Linked DNA regions of Mus musculus: all the other regions are linked to region 2. The links are chromatin contacts, called in public HiChIP or PLAC-seq, Micro-C and promoter capture Hi-C maps. All regions are on one chromosome and are shown on one strand. The core of a region is the stretch at or near the end of the contact, and the rest is flanking DNA. Distances in the headings are between cores, read along the strand shown.

The links. A called contact is a pair of places that touch in the nucleus more often than the background predicts. HiChIP or PLAC-seq counts read pairs in DNA pulled down with a chosen protein or histone mark. Capture Hi-C pulls out chosen DNA fragments and counts their contacts.
Region 1: an H3K27ac HiChIP or PLAC-seq map of extraembryonic endoderm stem cells shows a contact between it and region 2, with 6 times the contacts expected there. The contact joins the promoter of Arpc3 here to the promoter of Sh2b3 in region 2. A contact is called at or near these places in 2 of 39 promoter capture datasets (embryonic stem cells and hippocampal neurons) and 3 of 115 datasets of contacts at active chromatin or transcription factors (embryonic limb bud, extraembryonic endoderm stem cells and memory CD8 T cells).
Region 3: a Micro-C map of embryonic stem cells shows a contact between it and region 2, with 7 times the contacts expected there. The contact joins the promoter of Atp2a2 here to the promoter of Sh2b3 in region 2. A contact is called at or near these places in 1 of 484 Hi-C or Micro-C datasets (embryonic stem cells) and 1 of 115 datasets of contacts at active chromatin or transcription factors (pancreatic cancer cells).
Region 4: an HNF4G HiChIP or PLAC-seq map of pancreatic cancer cells shows a contact between it and region 2. The contact joins the promoter of Hectd4 here to the promoter of Sh2b3 in region 2. A contact is called at or near these places in 2 of 484 Hi-C or Micro-C datasets (B cells and embryonic stem cells) and 1 of 115 datasets of contacts at active chromatin or transcription factors (pancreatic cancer cells).
Region 5: a promoter capture Hi-C map of liver shows a contact between it and region 2. The contact joins the promoter of Anapc7 here to the promoter of Sh2b3 in region 2. A contact is called at or near these places in 2 of 115 datasets of contacts at active chromatin or transcription factors (bone marrow-derived macrophages and microglia) and 1 of 9 other capture datasets (liver).

The regions. Positions count from the first base shown.
Region 1 is chr5:122,390,557-122,393,256 of GRCm38.p6, reverse strand. It overlaps Arpc3 (actin related protein 2/3 complex, subunit 3), which reads right to left and starts at 1,379. Exons shown (of 7, transcript NM_019824.4): 1 at 1,260-1,379. The coding sequence starts at 1,265. It overlaps Gm32853 (a long non-coding RNA gene), which reads left to right. Exons shown (of 4, transcript XR_387695.4): 1 at 1-718; 2 at 2,261-2,375.
Region 2 is chr5:121,835,554-121,838,253 of GRCm38.p6, reverse strand. It overlaps Sh2b3 (SH2B adaptor protein 3), which reads left to right and starts at 1,395. Exons shown (of 8, transcript NM_008507.4): 1 at 1,395-1,704. Gm32422 (a long non-coding RNA gene) reads right to left here and starts at 93. Exons shown (of 2, transcript XR_387683.2): 1 at 1-93.
Region 3 is chr5:122,500,789-122,503,492 of GRCm38.p6, reverse strand. It overlaps Atp2a2 (ATPase, Ca++ transporting, cardiac muscle, slow twitch 2), which reads left to right and starts at 1,268. Exons shown (of 20, transcript NM_001110140.3): 1 at 1,268-1,925; 2 at 2,545-2,562; 3 at 2,680-2,704. The coding sequence starts at 1,808.
Region 4 is chr5:121,218,938-121,221,637 of GRCm38.p6, reverse strand. It overlaps Hectd4 (HECT domain E3 ubiquitin protein ligase 4), which reads right to left and starts at 1,419. Exons shown (of 76, transcript NM_181421.4): 1 at 981-1,419. The coding sequence starts at 1,166.
Region 5 is chr5:122,421,056-122,423,755 of GRCm38.p6, reverse strand. Anapc7 (anaphase promoting complex subunit 7) reads right to left here and starts at 1,312. Exons shown (of 11, transcript NM_019805.4): 1 at 1,078-1,312. The coding sequence starts at 1,178.

The DNA.
Region 1 (2,700 bases), core at 130-2,629, 560 kb before region 2:
CTCATATCCACAGGTGGAGGCCATAGGTCTGTTTCTTAACTGCTTTCCACTTTATTTTTGAGACAAGGAGCCTCAGGGAACTCTACACATCCCCAGCTCCGAAACTGCAGACACGCTTTGCATGCCCTCCCCCCGCCCCTTCTGTTTTACTTGGGTGCTAAGCATCCAGACTCAGGTCCTCTCATTTGTACCACTGAGACACCTCCTCAGCCCCTACTATCTCTCTCTATATATATATTTATTTCCTGTGACATCGTCTTTCATTGAACCCAGAACTTGCTTATTTTTGGCTGGGCTGGCTGGCCAATAAGCCAGAAGATCTGCCTGTCCTTTGCCTCCCCAGAGCTGGGGTCACAGGCATGAGCTGCTGTACCTTGTGACCCCACCTCCTGCATGCAAGCCTCTTTTTTTTTTTTTTTCTTCCCCCATTTCTTGGGAGACAGGCTTTGCAGTTCTGTAGCCCAGGATGGCCTAGAACTCACTACATAGTCCACATTGGCCTGAACTTTGCCATCCTCCTGCCTCGGTATTGGGATGAGCGATAACTGAGCGATAGGGGTAGGCTAACTGCCATCTATCTGTTTTCGTCACAGCAGTTGTTAAGATAGGAAACTACTTCCTATGTGCATTTGCATGGTTACTGTCTACCCGTTAAACTGTGAGCTCCTTGAGTGGCCCTTAGTCGCTGCTGTCAACAATGCTGGCTTCACAGCGAGAGGTCAGTAACACTGGTTCAGTGTGGGTGCACGCTATTCAAGCGTCCCTTCGCTAAGCTGCAATCGGCATCAATTTCCTCCCACTCGGATGCACACGAAAAAGGAAACCAGCGCTGGCTCGGTGGTGGTCAGGGAGTCGGGTGGGAGTCAGAGCAGGGAGACGGAGGAAGGGGTCCATCAGGGAAGTGAGGTCTGACAGGTGACTAGGTAGCAGGCCGATCCCACTCCCTGGGGTGGAGGAGGAAGTGGAAATGACAAGGGGGAAATTTAAAAAAAAAAAAAAAAAAAAGGAGAAGCTGGACCTTAGACTTAAAAATAAATTAAAAGCCAGCCATCGTTCTTAGGTTCGAGGCTCTAGGGTGGGATCTGGGAACACGGCAGGGTTAGGGGGGAAGCGGCGGGGCAGGCGAGCCGGTGTTGGAGGCAAAGGCTGGAGATCAGGGCGGACGCTTCCTCTCTCCCCGGCCTTATGACACAGATCTCCTGCCACCCCTCGGACCCTCGCCCCGCTCGGCTCCCCGCCCCTGGGGCTCGAATGCTTACCGGCATCTTGACGGTGTCCGGATTCGATCCAGAGAAGCCGAACTCAGAAAGCGTTTCCGACGACCGAGCCTGGGTGGAGTGGGCGGAAGTAAGCCGGAAGAGGCGGGCGGAAGGAATAAACGCACTTCCGGTGACTTGCTCCGGCTGCGCTGACCGCAAGTGACGCCAGGGGGCGCGTCAGCGTGAGGCGATGACCGTGGCGCATGCATAAAGCACGTTCAGAATAAAAGGCTGGATTTTGAAATTGAAGACTCCCTCGCAAGTGGTTAATAATCAGCTCCCGGTTTTGTTTTTTGGGTTTTTTTTCTCATTTCCCGGCTTCAGCTTCAAATCCAGTACCACTCAGTCGCCTGATTTACCCTTCTGCTATGTCTAGTTTTTTACTTTTTTTTTTTTTTTTTTGGTTTTTCGAGACAGGGTTTCTCTGTGTAGCCCTGGCTGTCCTGGAACTCACTCTGTAGACCAGGCTGGCCTCTAACTCAGAAATCCGCCTGCCTCTGCCTCCCGAGTGCCGGGATTAAAGGCGTGCGCCACCACACCTGGCTTAGTTTTGTACTTTTACCACAATGCAAGGTGGGGGACATCAGTTCTCACTTTCCACCGTGATACTCTCGGAACCAACACAGTCTTCAGAAACACCTACACCCTGAGCCGTCTTGGCGGCCAATATTTTTTATTTTTCAATTTTTTCTTTGCTAAGAGTCGCATGAAGTCCAGGCTGGCATATACATATAAATGAATATGAACTGATCTGCACCCACTTGTGTTCAGGAATTACAGATATGTGCCCATCACTCCTGTTATTTTTATTTATTTTTCTTGCTTAGTTTTATGATGCCGACGGTGGTGTCTATCTTCCTTGTCATGTTAAGACAGTCAGGGACCACCACAGGGGTAAAGGAAAGAAAAGTCCTGAGCCTACCCCTTTGACCTGTCTGTCACCCACTAAATGTGTATATCATTTCTACTCTTTCAACAAGGTATGGTGTATGTCTTCCCAGATCATGGCAAGGACTAAGTGGTCATGAAAACCAAGCATATTATAAGGGCCTGAGTGATGCCACATGTCTGAGGGGATGACTACAAACCCACCACTGACACCCATCATATATGTATGTAAGTATGTATTTTGCCTCTCTGGGTAGCCCTGGCTAGTCTGAAACTTGCTTTGTAGACCAGGCTGGCCTTGAACTCTTGAGATCCACCTGCCTTGCCTCCCAAGTACTGAGACTGAGGGGATATGTAACCACCATACCCAGCCAACCACTTTTTGTTTTTGGACAAGGTATTAACTATGTAGCCCAGGCTGGTCTCTACAATGTCTGGCTTATACTCCCTGTTCTTTGTATGACTGCTGAGGAGCCAGGTCCTGGGGTTGAATCCTAGTTCCAACATGACTAGCTGTGTTATTCTGAGCAACTTAATGTACCTCTCTGTGCCT
Region 2 (2,700 bases), core at 146-2,645:
CTTAAATATTACTCAAAGATTTCTCTTCCTGTGTCCCAAAGACAACTCCACAACGGAGCTGTCACCGATGCTGTCTCCCAACCAGAGTGGCGCCCCCACGAGGGAATCACTAACTGATGTCCACAAACACCTTATAGTGCCTAAGACATTGCCTTGGCTCGTTTTTTGGGGGTGGGTGGGTGGGGGCTTCTTCCAAGCCATTTTGCTACCAGGCTCCAGCTTGCTGCCGTCCGATTGTAGTGGAAATCCCCACCTACGGGGGAGTCCCTTCTTCGGGCTCCAACAGCAGGCCCGGGGACTGAATTCAGCCCGGTTGGTTAGGCTGCTCTAATGTGAGCAACTCACTTCTTCCAGTCCCTGAGTGGGCTGGAGACACGTGTTATTTCCATTTCATAGATGAAAAAACTGAGTTGGAGGGGGTCAAATATTTGGTCCCACGCAGCAAGGGGAAGGCTCCAGGGAGCCAGCGGCTCGTGGGAGCCTGTCGTCTGGGAAGGCTTGCAGTGGCCCCTCCAAGCTGGGGGCGTGGGCGGCCTGCTTCCTGTTGGGGGAGGGGGAGGGGACAGGCATTCCTCTTTCCCCTCCCTCCGTAGAGTCGCGGGGAAGACTGGCGTGCAGTGAGTGACTCCACTTCAGAACAGGGGCACCCCACTGTTAGCCAATGTGGCGATAGAGAAAAGGTAAAGGGCTAAGGGGCGCGCAGGCGTGGACGTTCAAAGGGCTCGGCTGCCTGGGATGCGAAGGAGCTCTTGGAGAAAGTTTCATCAAGCTAGAGAATGCGGCCGGGCGGCCAGGTAGAGAACAGCCTACTCGGCCCGTTCCGGGACTCCGAGGACCTTAGGAGGGGAGCGGACTTCAAATGGATGGCGCCGCGGAGGCAGGACGGCTCGGCGGAGTCATGGATAGTGGGGCCAGGGTGGGGCTGGCCCCTTCCCCTGGAGGTGATGAAAACCGCGGTCGCAGTTGCTAGACCCGGCCGGGCAAGCTCAGATAAGGTTGGGCTTGGAGGGAGTCCGCAGGGGCGCGCCCCTAGGAGGTCCCGAAGGTCGGGGCAGCCACGCCCATCGCGCGCCTAGCCCCGCCCCACCCCTTCTAGGGGCCCCGCCTTGCCGAGGCACGCGGTGACTGGCCAGCGCGAGAGGGGCGGGACCGAGCACGCTCCTCCCCTTCGAGATTCTTTATTTTATTATTATTTTTTTTCCCTTCTTTAGGGGGCGCGACGCAACTTGGGTGCAGAGAGCGCGCCTTATGGGGGCGGAGCTTGTCGCTATGCTACCTCCCACCGGGCAGCGGGCGGAGGCGCGAGAGGAGGGCGGGGCCGGGATAGGCTCCGCCCCCGGCCTCCGCAGGCGGCCCCGGGGCGTGGCTCTCTGTGGCCACGCCCCCAGGCCGCCCTCCGCCGCCGCGCGCGGCTCGCGGCTGGTTCCTCTTTACATAACGGCGTGGGGCGGCATGGGCTCGGGCCGTCGCCTCCGCCTGGCCGCTCTCCAGCCCAGACTGTCACGGGCCACACGGGGTCCACATCGGCGGCGGCAGCAGCAGCAGCGTCCTGGGGACGGCCCGAGGCCGCGTCCCCCGGCTGCTGTCAGGAGCTGGCGGCGGAAATGAGGCGCTGGCCGTTTTCCGAGCCGGGGTTTCCTGCCTGAGCGCCGAGAGGCCGTGCGACGCCATGGGCCGGCCGGGCCCCGACCCGCAGCTTGCGCGGTAAGCGCGGCCCGCCGAGCGTGTTGGAGGAACTGGGCCGGGCGGCCGTCCCCGGGTCCCGCTTCTGTTTTCTGGCGTTTCCTCATTCTGTTTCTCTTCCCCAATCCCAGACCGCAGTGATGTGGGCGCGGAGGTCAGTGCTTTCAGCTGGGGCCTCCGGAGAGGAGCCTGGCGGGGCGCCGCGGGAGGAACCGAGAGCTGTCCCGGCACACAGCGTGCTTGGGCCCCTGCCGGGGGGGGGGGTGTGCTGGCGGTGAGGGTGGGAGGGGGGGACACGTGTGTCACTAGTGCCCCGGTGATCAACCAAGGATGATATGCGGAGTCCTAAAGGTGAAATCAGCCAGAGATGGGGGAAGGGGGTGGGACAGGCCATGACAGGCCAGGGCCCGCTGGGGGAAGTTGAGGTTATAAGAGTTTTATGCTCTTAGGACACTTTCTGAACCTTGTTCCCCAGGCCTCCTCTGGGAGGAAACGCCATCTGAGCCAGGAGGGGTGAATACATTCTGGAACTTGTGCAGTCCCAATGGGTGGTCAGCTGGGAAGGGGCTGGCCCGCAGCAGCGGCAGCAGCTGTGGTTTGGGGATCTCAAGGGCTGGGCAGTGACAAGAGAGGAAACCGAGGGTCCTAGAGGCAGAACTTGTGTTCTTTCTCCTCTGCTCTCCAAGATGAGGGTCGCGACCTCAGTTTCCCCGCTGTTCAGTGAGTGAGAAGAGATTTGTGGTGCAGTTACAATGAGGTGGAGTTTTAATGAATGCTGTGTGGAAGGCACCTGCGTCCGGCTGGGAGAAGGGCTCAGTTACAGGCCGTTGGGAGAAGACCTCAGTTACAGGCCGTTGGTTTTCAGACTGTCCAGTTTTATTGACCCTGGCCCTGGGACCGTCCTCGGCTCTCTCCTGAGCATAGCTGCTCTGGGGTTTCCCGAGTCTGTGGGCAGGGAACTCTGAAGGACCCTGGGCAGGGTCAGATGACAAACCCCTTCCTGGCCTGGGTTCCCTC
Region 3 (2,704 bases), core at 19-2,518, 670 kb before region 2:
GCTTTATTTTGCAATCTATGCCCTTCATGAAGCCGCATTTTGTGAAGATATTTGCAAATTCAATGCAAAGGGCCTCCTCCCTGTTAAGTATGGCTTCCCACATTCCTCTGCTTTTTAAATTTATTTTGTATGTTTTAGACAAGGTCCAACGTGGAAGACTGCTCCTAAACTCCTTCAGTGTCTGTCCATGACCTTGAACTCTTGATCCCGTGGCTTCCACTTCTGTTCGTGGGATCACAGGCGGGCTCCGTATAGCCTCTTTATATTGGCAAAATTACCTTGCATGCTAGGCTCTGTACAGACCTCACAGAAACAACAGATGATCTGTGGTTTAAGAATAGATTTGGGATTGAAGGCTCCTTCTCTCGCATTGGGGGAAGTGGAAGTCTTATATAGCAGCCATCATTTGGAAGCCAAAGCCAAGCCACCTAGCATAGCTGCTACAGCATAACCTGTGACTTCTATGCAGACGTGTGTCAAAGGCTGTGTGAGCTACTAAAAACGAAATAAAACTTCCTCCTTCCTCCCCCAAGAGTGGGATTCCCTGTCGGGGCACAGAACCCGCAGGGGAAGGAAGGGCTGGTGTTGGCGTGCGATGGAGATGAGGCTTTCGGCTGGGGGTGTGGGATGCGGTGTTCCCGAGGCGACAGATGAGCGCTTTTGGCTGTGTGGGAAGGGAACTGCGGAATTCCTCCCCTTGGTTGCTGAGGGGGGCTCTGAAGGAGACATTAGGATGCAGAGCACGGCTCGCGCTGCCCAGGACGCGGAGGCAAGCCAAGGACACCAGTGCGAGCGCGCCTCGGCCCCCCTGCGTTCCCGAGCCTCCCTGCCAATGCGCGGTCCCAGCCAGTCCCCAACCTCAGCGGCAGGGCAACCAGCACAGAGCGCCCACCCGTGAACTCCGCGCTCTATCCCCGCGCGCGGTCGATACGGGAAAAGCCGTGGCCCCGGAAAAGTCAGGCTCACCCTCCGCCCGCGCCGGTGGCCGCAGCGCATCGAGCACAGCGTGGACGCAGAGGTGGCCCTGGCCCCGTGCGCGCGCACAGGCGCCGCGCGCGGCCTCGATCCGGGTTCCTGGGGGGCGGCGCGCGGGAGGAGGCGGGGCCTGCTGGCGGCGTGGGCGCGCGGTGCGCGCGCGCGGGAGGGCGCCGGAGGAGGGGGCGGGGCCGCGCCGCCCGCGCCGCGCTGGGGGCTCTCTCGGCCAATGAGCGGCGTCCACATGCCGCGGCGGCGGCGAGAGGGGAGGCAGCGGCGGATAAATGCTATTAGAGCAGCCTCCGCGGAGCCGTCCCCGACGCCGCCACCTCCCGTCTCCTCCGCCGCAGTTCCCTCCGCCGCCGCTGTCGGGGGTGCAGAGCTGAGGGGCTCGGGCCGGCGCGCCGCGCAGCTCCTCTCCCGTCGCCTGCCTCGCGGTTCCCGGCGCCGAGGGCTCGGCCCGGCGCCGCTCCTCATCTGCGCCCCGTCTCCTCGGCGCAGCGCCCGGGGCCTGCGCTGCCCGCGGCCGGCTGGCAGCTGCTGAAGCGACCCACACTCGCGGCGGGGCGGGAGGCTCGCAGTCCCTCGGGCGGGCTCGGCGAGGCCGGGCCGCGTGCGGCGGTTTCTGGGGGAGGGGGCTCGGGTGATTCAGCGCCCCGGTCAGGCGGAAGCGGCCGCCGCCGCCGCGGAGGAGGAGGAGGAGAAGAAAAAGGAGGGGACAGCTGTCCGCGCCCGGGCGCCCGCGGTGGCACGAGCCCGCGGCCGGAGTGCGAGGCGGTAGGCGAGGAGGCCGCGGGGACGCGAGGCGAGGCCGGCCGGGGCCCCCGCAGCCATGGAGAACGCTCACACAAAGACCGTGGAGGAGGTGCTGGGCCACTTCGGGGTCAACGAGAGCACGGGGCTGAGCTTGGAGCAGGTCAAGAAGCTCAAGGAGAGATGGGGCTCCAACGGTAGGTGCGGGGCGCCGGGGCTGCAGCGGCGCGGCGCGGGCCCGAGCGCCAAGGAAGATGGCTGACCCGGCTCCACCTCGTGGGGCTTGGCTCGGCGCGGCGCCCGACGGCTGCGAGAGGCCGGGCGGTCCACGCGCGGGTCTGGGCCATCGCCGACCTCTAGGGGTCTCGAGCCGGTGACCTTCCCGGCCGGCGCTCAGCGAGTCGGATTGGGGGGGGGGGAGAGGGAGTGGGAAGGAGGGAGGAGGTTCCTGCGGCTGGGCTGAGTCCCCCGCGGATTTATGAGGCGTCGATGTTGTTGAGAAACCCTCGGACCGTTTCTTGTGCTCCCCAAAGTTGCACATCTGGCAGAAGTGATGACCCAGCTGAAATGACTGCATGGTCCTGGAGGCCGGAGAGGGCTTACGGGCAGTTCCGAGGCCACTGATTACCAGGGCTGAATAATTTTCTCGGGGTATCAAAGTGGAGACAGATTGTTGTACGTTCATACACCTATATCCGCCATTCAGACAACGATGGTGGTGAATTTAGCAGTTTTTAATAAAAGCGCTAATACAATATCTTCATTTTTCTTTCTGCTTTCCTCCTGACACGTTGCTGTCGAATTTCGGCCTTCTAGAATTGCCGGCTGAAGAAGGTAAATAATATTAACATGTTATTTTGGAGAGATGATGTGTGCAGGCTGATTGATGTGGACAATTGAAACAAATGGTTTGTTTTTTTTTTTTTTTTTTTTCCTTTCCTTTTCTAACAGGAAAAACCTTGCTGGAACTTGTGAT
Region 4 (2,700 bases), core at 170-2,669, 620 kb after region 2:
ATAAATGCCGGTGGTACTGAATACCAGAGTATATGGAAAACCGCAAAACAAAAGATTCCCAGTGTAGGAGGCCCTCCCGTCTGCGGTGTACCCCAGGGACCCCCCCTCCCTGCGACAATACGAATTTCACCACACTCCACGGGGAAGCGGGGGTCAACAGCCACCTGGCCTGGATGAAAACACCACAGTCCAACATTCCCACTTCTAGGCAAATGCGAAAACTGAGCGCAGTCGGTGGAAAGTTCCCATCCACCATATTCACATTTGGTTTCCTTGGGGTGGATGGGTTTTGCGGGGTGGTGGGGGGGGGGGACGACACCACAACTGCTGAGACTGGCTGCTGCACCTGCCACCGCTCCTAGACTGGGGGGGGGGGGAGGGGGAAAGAGAGAGAGAGACCCCCGAGGCGCGCGCACGCGTACACACACACACACACACACACACACATATACTCGCTCACGCCCGCCCTTGAACCTTCCCAGGCCGCGGTGTAGCATCCCCTTTCTCGCTGTCCAAACCCCCACCCCACCCCACCCCACCCCACCCCACCCCCGGCTGGCCTGACAAAGGCGCGGGTGTCAAGTCAATCCGAGGCACTGCACAGACAGGTTGCAGAATTGCTTATGGTGGAGGAAGGAAGCCCTGGCAGCTGTCACTCCGGGCTCCCTCCAACACACAGGCAGGCGCGCGCGCGTGCACACACACACACACACACACACACACACACACGCATACAAAATCAACACCGAGCTGGGACTGTGATAAAAGAAGCAGAGTCCGTGCGAGCGTTCAAAATACAAAAGGTCTCCGGAGCACAGGCACCTGGGCGCGCCCTCCAAGAGGCTCCCGGTTGCGTGGTGGGGGGAAGGGGAGCAGCCGGGCGGCGGCTGCCGTAGCTCCGGGTCTCCGGGCCGCGCGGCCCGAAGATGCTCTCCGGGATCCCACACACCTGCGGCGGCCTCCCGGGGAACCTCACTCACCTCCAGGTCGGTGTCGGCGGCCTCCGGGGCGCCGAGGATCTCGCTGGGCAGCTCGGCCAGGTCGGTGACCCGGATGAGTCCGTCGTGCAGAAAGATGGTCTCCTCCTTCACCGAGAGCCACTGCGCCGAGTCCGCCGCCGCCGCCGCCGCCGCTGCAGCTGCCGCCGCCGCGGCCGACGAGCCCATGGCTAAGAGAAGGCGCTGCAGAGCCGCCGCCGCCGCCTCAGCAACCCATGGCCGACCGCCGCGCCCGCCGCGCCTGCTGCGCCCGCCTCGCCCGCGCGGCTCCGCCCTAGGCGTTCCGCGCCGCCATCCCCCTCCGCACGCCAACCCCGGCCCGGGAGACCCCCGGCCCCGCCGCCGCCGCCGCCGCCGCCGCCCTGACGAGCAGGATCCGCCTCTGCCGCTCCGCAGCCAACTGTCAGTAAGACGCCATCTTGGGGGCGGGGTTCCCGGCATGCCCCGCGGGGTGGACAATACAGGCTCCTCCCTCCTGTCCGTCTAGCCCCGCCCACAGCCCGGCGAGGCTTTATAACCCAGCTGCAAGGCGCTCAGAGGCATGGCCTCTTGGGCACCCCTGCTTCCCATGCTATCTGAGGAAGTCTAAGGCTCCGGGAGAAGACCACCCTGGTCCCCTTTCCTCCTTACTCCGGTGTGCACCGGTTGCTCAGGCCAGAGCTCATTCTGGAAGGATTATGGAGGGTCAACACTGTTATCTTTTAAATGAGATAGGTTCAGATGTCTTCTCTAAGATCTTGAATAGTTCAGTCTTAGAGGGTTAGCCTAGAATGCCTGAGGTCCTATGTTCCATTTACAGCACTATAAGTAAACAAACCTGGTGGGGGTTGCCAGTTGTTCCAGTACTTGGAAGACAGAAGTGGGAGTACCATTGCAAGTTGCAGGTAGCCTGGTCTACATATCAAGTTTCAGGCCAACCTGGGCTACATAAGATGCTCCAGGCCACCCAGGCCTATGTAGGCTCCGTATCTGAAAAAATACATAAAATTTATAAAATACTAAAGGCTGGTATATAATAGGCTTGGTCATGAGAACTTGGTAAAACTCACAGCAGATGGTTAATATTTACTGGGGAAAAAAAGAGTACAAAGAAGCAACTGACATCTGATGAAAATAAAGTATCTATCAACAATTGCTGTTAGGCTGGAGAAATGATTGACAGGTTGACACTGGTTGCTCTTCCAGAGGGCTGGGGTTCAATTCCCAGCACTCAGAGGGCAGCTCACACCTTTTATAACTTCAGTCCCAAGGGACCTGAGTTTCAGTCCCAAGGGACCTCACATCCTCTTCAGGTCTCCGTCTCCATCATTACACAGATGTGGCACACAGACATACATAAAGGAAACAGTCAAACACATAAAAAAAATTAAAAATTAAAAATTAAAAGTAAACAAAAGCAATGCTTTCCTCCTGGCTCCTGTTTTTTTTGTTTTGTTTTGTTTTGTTTTGTTTTTTCTTTTTTTTTTCCATTTTTTATTAGGTATTTAGCTCATTTACATTTCCAATGCTATACCAATTGTTTTGTTTTTTCAAGACAGGGTTTCTCTGTGTAGTTCTGGCTGTCCTGGAACTCGCTGTGTCTGGAGGTGGAGCTTGAGGTGGTGTTGGGGTCAGCAGTGCTCTGACCTCATCTAGGGATGGACTGAGTGATTCATTCCAAACTTATTTGGCTACTGAGAGGTAATGGCTAACATGGTTGGGT
Region 5 (2,700 bases), core at 63-2,562, 590 kb before region 2:
CTGAAATACAAACTATCTCCAATCATAGACAGATCCACTCGCTCCTCTATGTTCTCCAGGGTGTGATCTTGGTCGACCTACTGGACCTCCCTGTAATAAACACATTTCCTTAGCATTTTTTTTTGTTTTGTTTTGTTTTGAGACAAGGTTTCTCTGTGTAGCCCTGGCTGTCCTGGAACTCACTCTGTACACCAGGCTGGCCTCGAACTCAGAAATCCGCCTGCCTCTGCCTCCCAAGTGCTGGGACTAAAGGCATGCGCCACCACTGCCCGGCTCAGGCAGCGGTTCTAAAGTGAAGCCACCGGTGCCAATGCTTGCTCTGAGAGCGCTCGGGCAGGAGGAGAAATTAGAGAAAAGGAATGACTAGGTTGACTTGCGGAGCCACGTCGAAGAGTGAGCAATGATGGGGAAATTTTTAAGCAAGGCCCTTACAGGCAATTCAAGCCTACAACTGTCCCGGGCTTCCTTTGAGACGCAGTAAACCCGGCTAGATAGAACTGTCACTCCATCGGTAGTGTTTTGCCTAGCACGCCTGAAATCCCTGGTTCGATCCCCAAGGTCCACACGCACACTGAGAGCATGGTGGGGGTGTAAAACACCAGTTAACCCCCCCCCCCCAGCTTCTGGGAGGCGTAGGCAGGAGGGTAAGAAGGTCAAGGTCTTCCTTGACTACACACACACACACACACAGCCTGGGGCAGGCTAGCCTGGGCTACAGGAGACCCCTGTTTGTAAACACAACCACACAAAACCAGTCACTCCCCGGCGGCAATGTCGGGCCTTACATTAGACTGCCAGGGTTCCTTTTAAATTAAAAAAAGGCGCCACCGCGCCCGCCACCGATGCTCTCAGTCTCGGAAAGTGGGGTCCCCTCCCTCCGCTGGGGTGGCACCCCCACGGCTGACACTCGGTGGACTGGGTCCCCGGGACTCAGGGGACTTCGTCGTTCTGGAAGGAGCCAGAACTCCGAGGCCACCGAGGCCGGATCCCGCGCAGCCCTCCGCGGGACCACACCGTCCCCCCGCCACCGCCAACCCCGGCTCCCGGGACCGCCACCTCCCCGCCTCTCCAACTCACGGGTTGTTGTTACTCATGGTGAGCAGCAGGCTGCTGAGGAGCCGCACGTTGGAGTGCAGTCCCGCAGCCGCCATGTCCCGCACGTGGTCTATCACACTCATCCTGCCCGGCAACACCGTGGCCCCCGGCGACACCGCGGCACCGGCAGCGGCGGACAGAACTCCCGGGAACCGAGAGCAGAGGCTCGGGGAAAGTTCCAAAATGGAGACGGCGCCGGGGTCCTTCCGGTCCAGACGCGGCTCCGCCCCCCGAAGATGGAGGTAGCCACGGACGTGCCTGAGTAAAAAGAAGCAGCGGCGAAAGGGTTTTCTCCATCATCATCATCTTCAAAGCCATCCCAGTAGGAATCGTAGTTTTGCTGCGCTAAAGACAGCCTGAGAGGAATGGATGCCTCGCGGAGGCTAGTAACAATGCACAGGAGTTCATCCTAAACACAGCGGAGGCGGAAAACGGACAGTTAAAAATTGAATTTTCGAATCAGGCGCGCAAGGGCTGGCTTTCTCCAACTACGGGAGCGTCCTAGGCGAAGGTGGCACGCCCCCCTCTCCTGGCGACTCTTGTCCCTGTCACTGGGAATAGATTCCTTGGTGCAAGGCATGGCTTGCCCGTCCAAGTGACCCGCTAGATCCAAGTGCGAAGAAAAGATAGTTACAGGGATGAGCTGGATCTCTGATCGCCCCACTGTCAACATCTCAAGCCTTTACGAACTCGTTACTGCATTGCATATTCACAAATCGCAATGCTGAAGCCATTTCCATAGAGGGAGAGAGCCGCCTCAGAAATTAAAACTGCATGCTCTTGCAGGGGAATTCGGTTCCTAGCACCTACCTGGTGGCTCACAACAGTCTGAAAGGCCAGCTCCAGGGCATCCGACTCCTTCCTCTGGCGTCTATGGGCACATACATGCATGTGGTGCACAGACATACACACTCAGGCATGCAGATACTCATAAAAATACATTGAAACAAACAAACAAACAAACAACAACAACTTGGATCTGGAGAGATGGCTCAGTGGTTAAGAGCACCGACTGCTATACCAGAGATCCTGAGTTCAATTCTCAGCAACCGCATGGTTGCTCAAAACCACATTTAATGGGATCTGATGCCCTCTTCTGGTGTGTCTGAAGAGAGCAATGGTGTACTCATATTCAATAAATAAATAACAACGTTGGCAGGGGGTGGTTTAATTCTAGCACTTGGGAGTTGGGCCGATCTCTGTGAGTTAAAGATTAGCCTGGTTTATAGGGTGAGTTCCAGGACAGCTAGGGATACGCAGAGAAACCCTGTTTGAAAACGCTTAAAACAAACAAACAAACAAACAAACAAATAAGTACTTTGAATTGTCAGTCCTTCTTTGCCGACAAGGAAACCAAAACTTTCAAATGTTGAAGCTGGGCAGCCTGAGAGTAAAACCACTTATCAGCAAGGCTAGTTTTGTAAATTCAATCCCCTGTGTGGGAGGAGAGACCTGACTCCTTCACGTTGTCCTCTGAGACAGCCGCATGTGCCTCTCACTCGCACAAAATAAATAACTACATGCAATTAAAATGTAAACAACTGAAGCTGTTTGCTTAAATTTGAGATTCAAGGCCATTTTTTAAAAAAGATTTAGTTATTTATT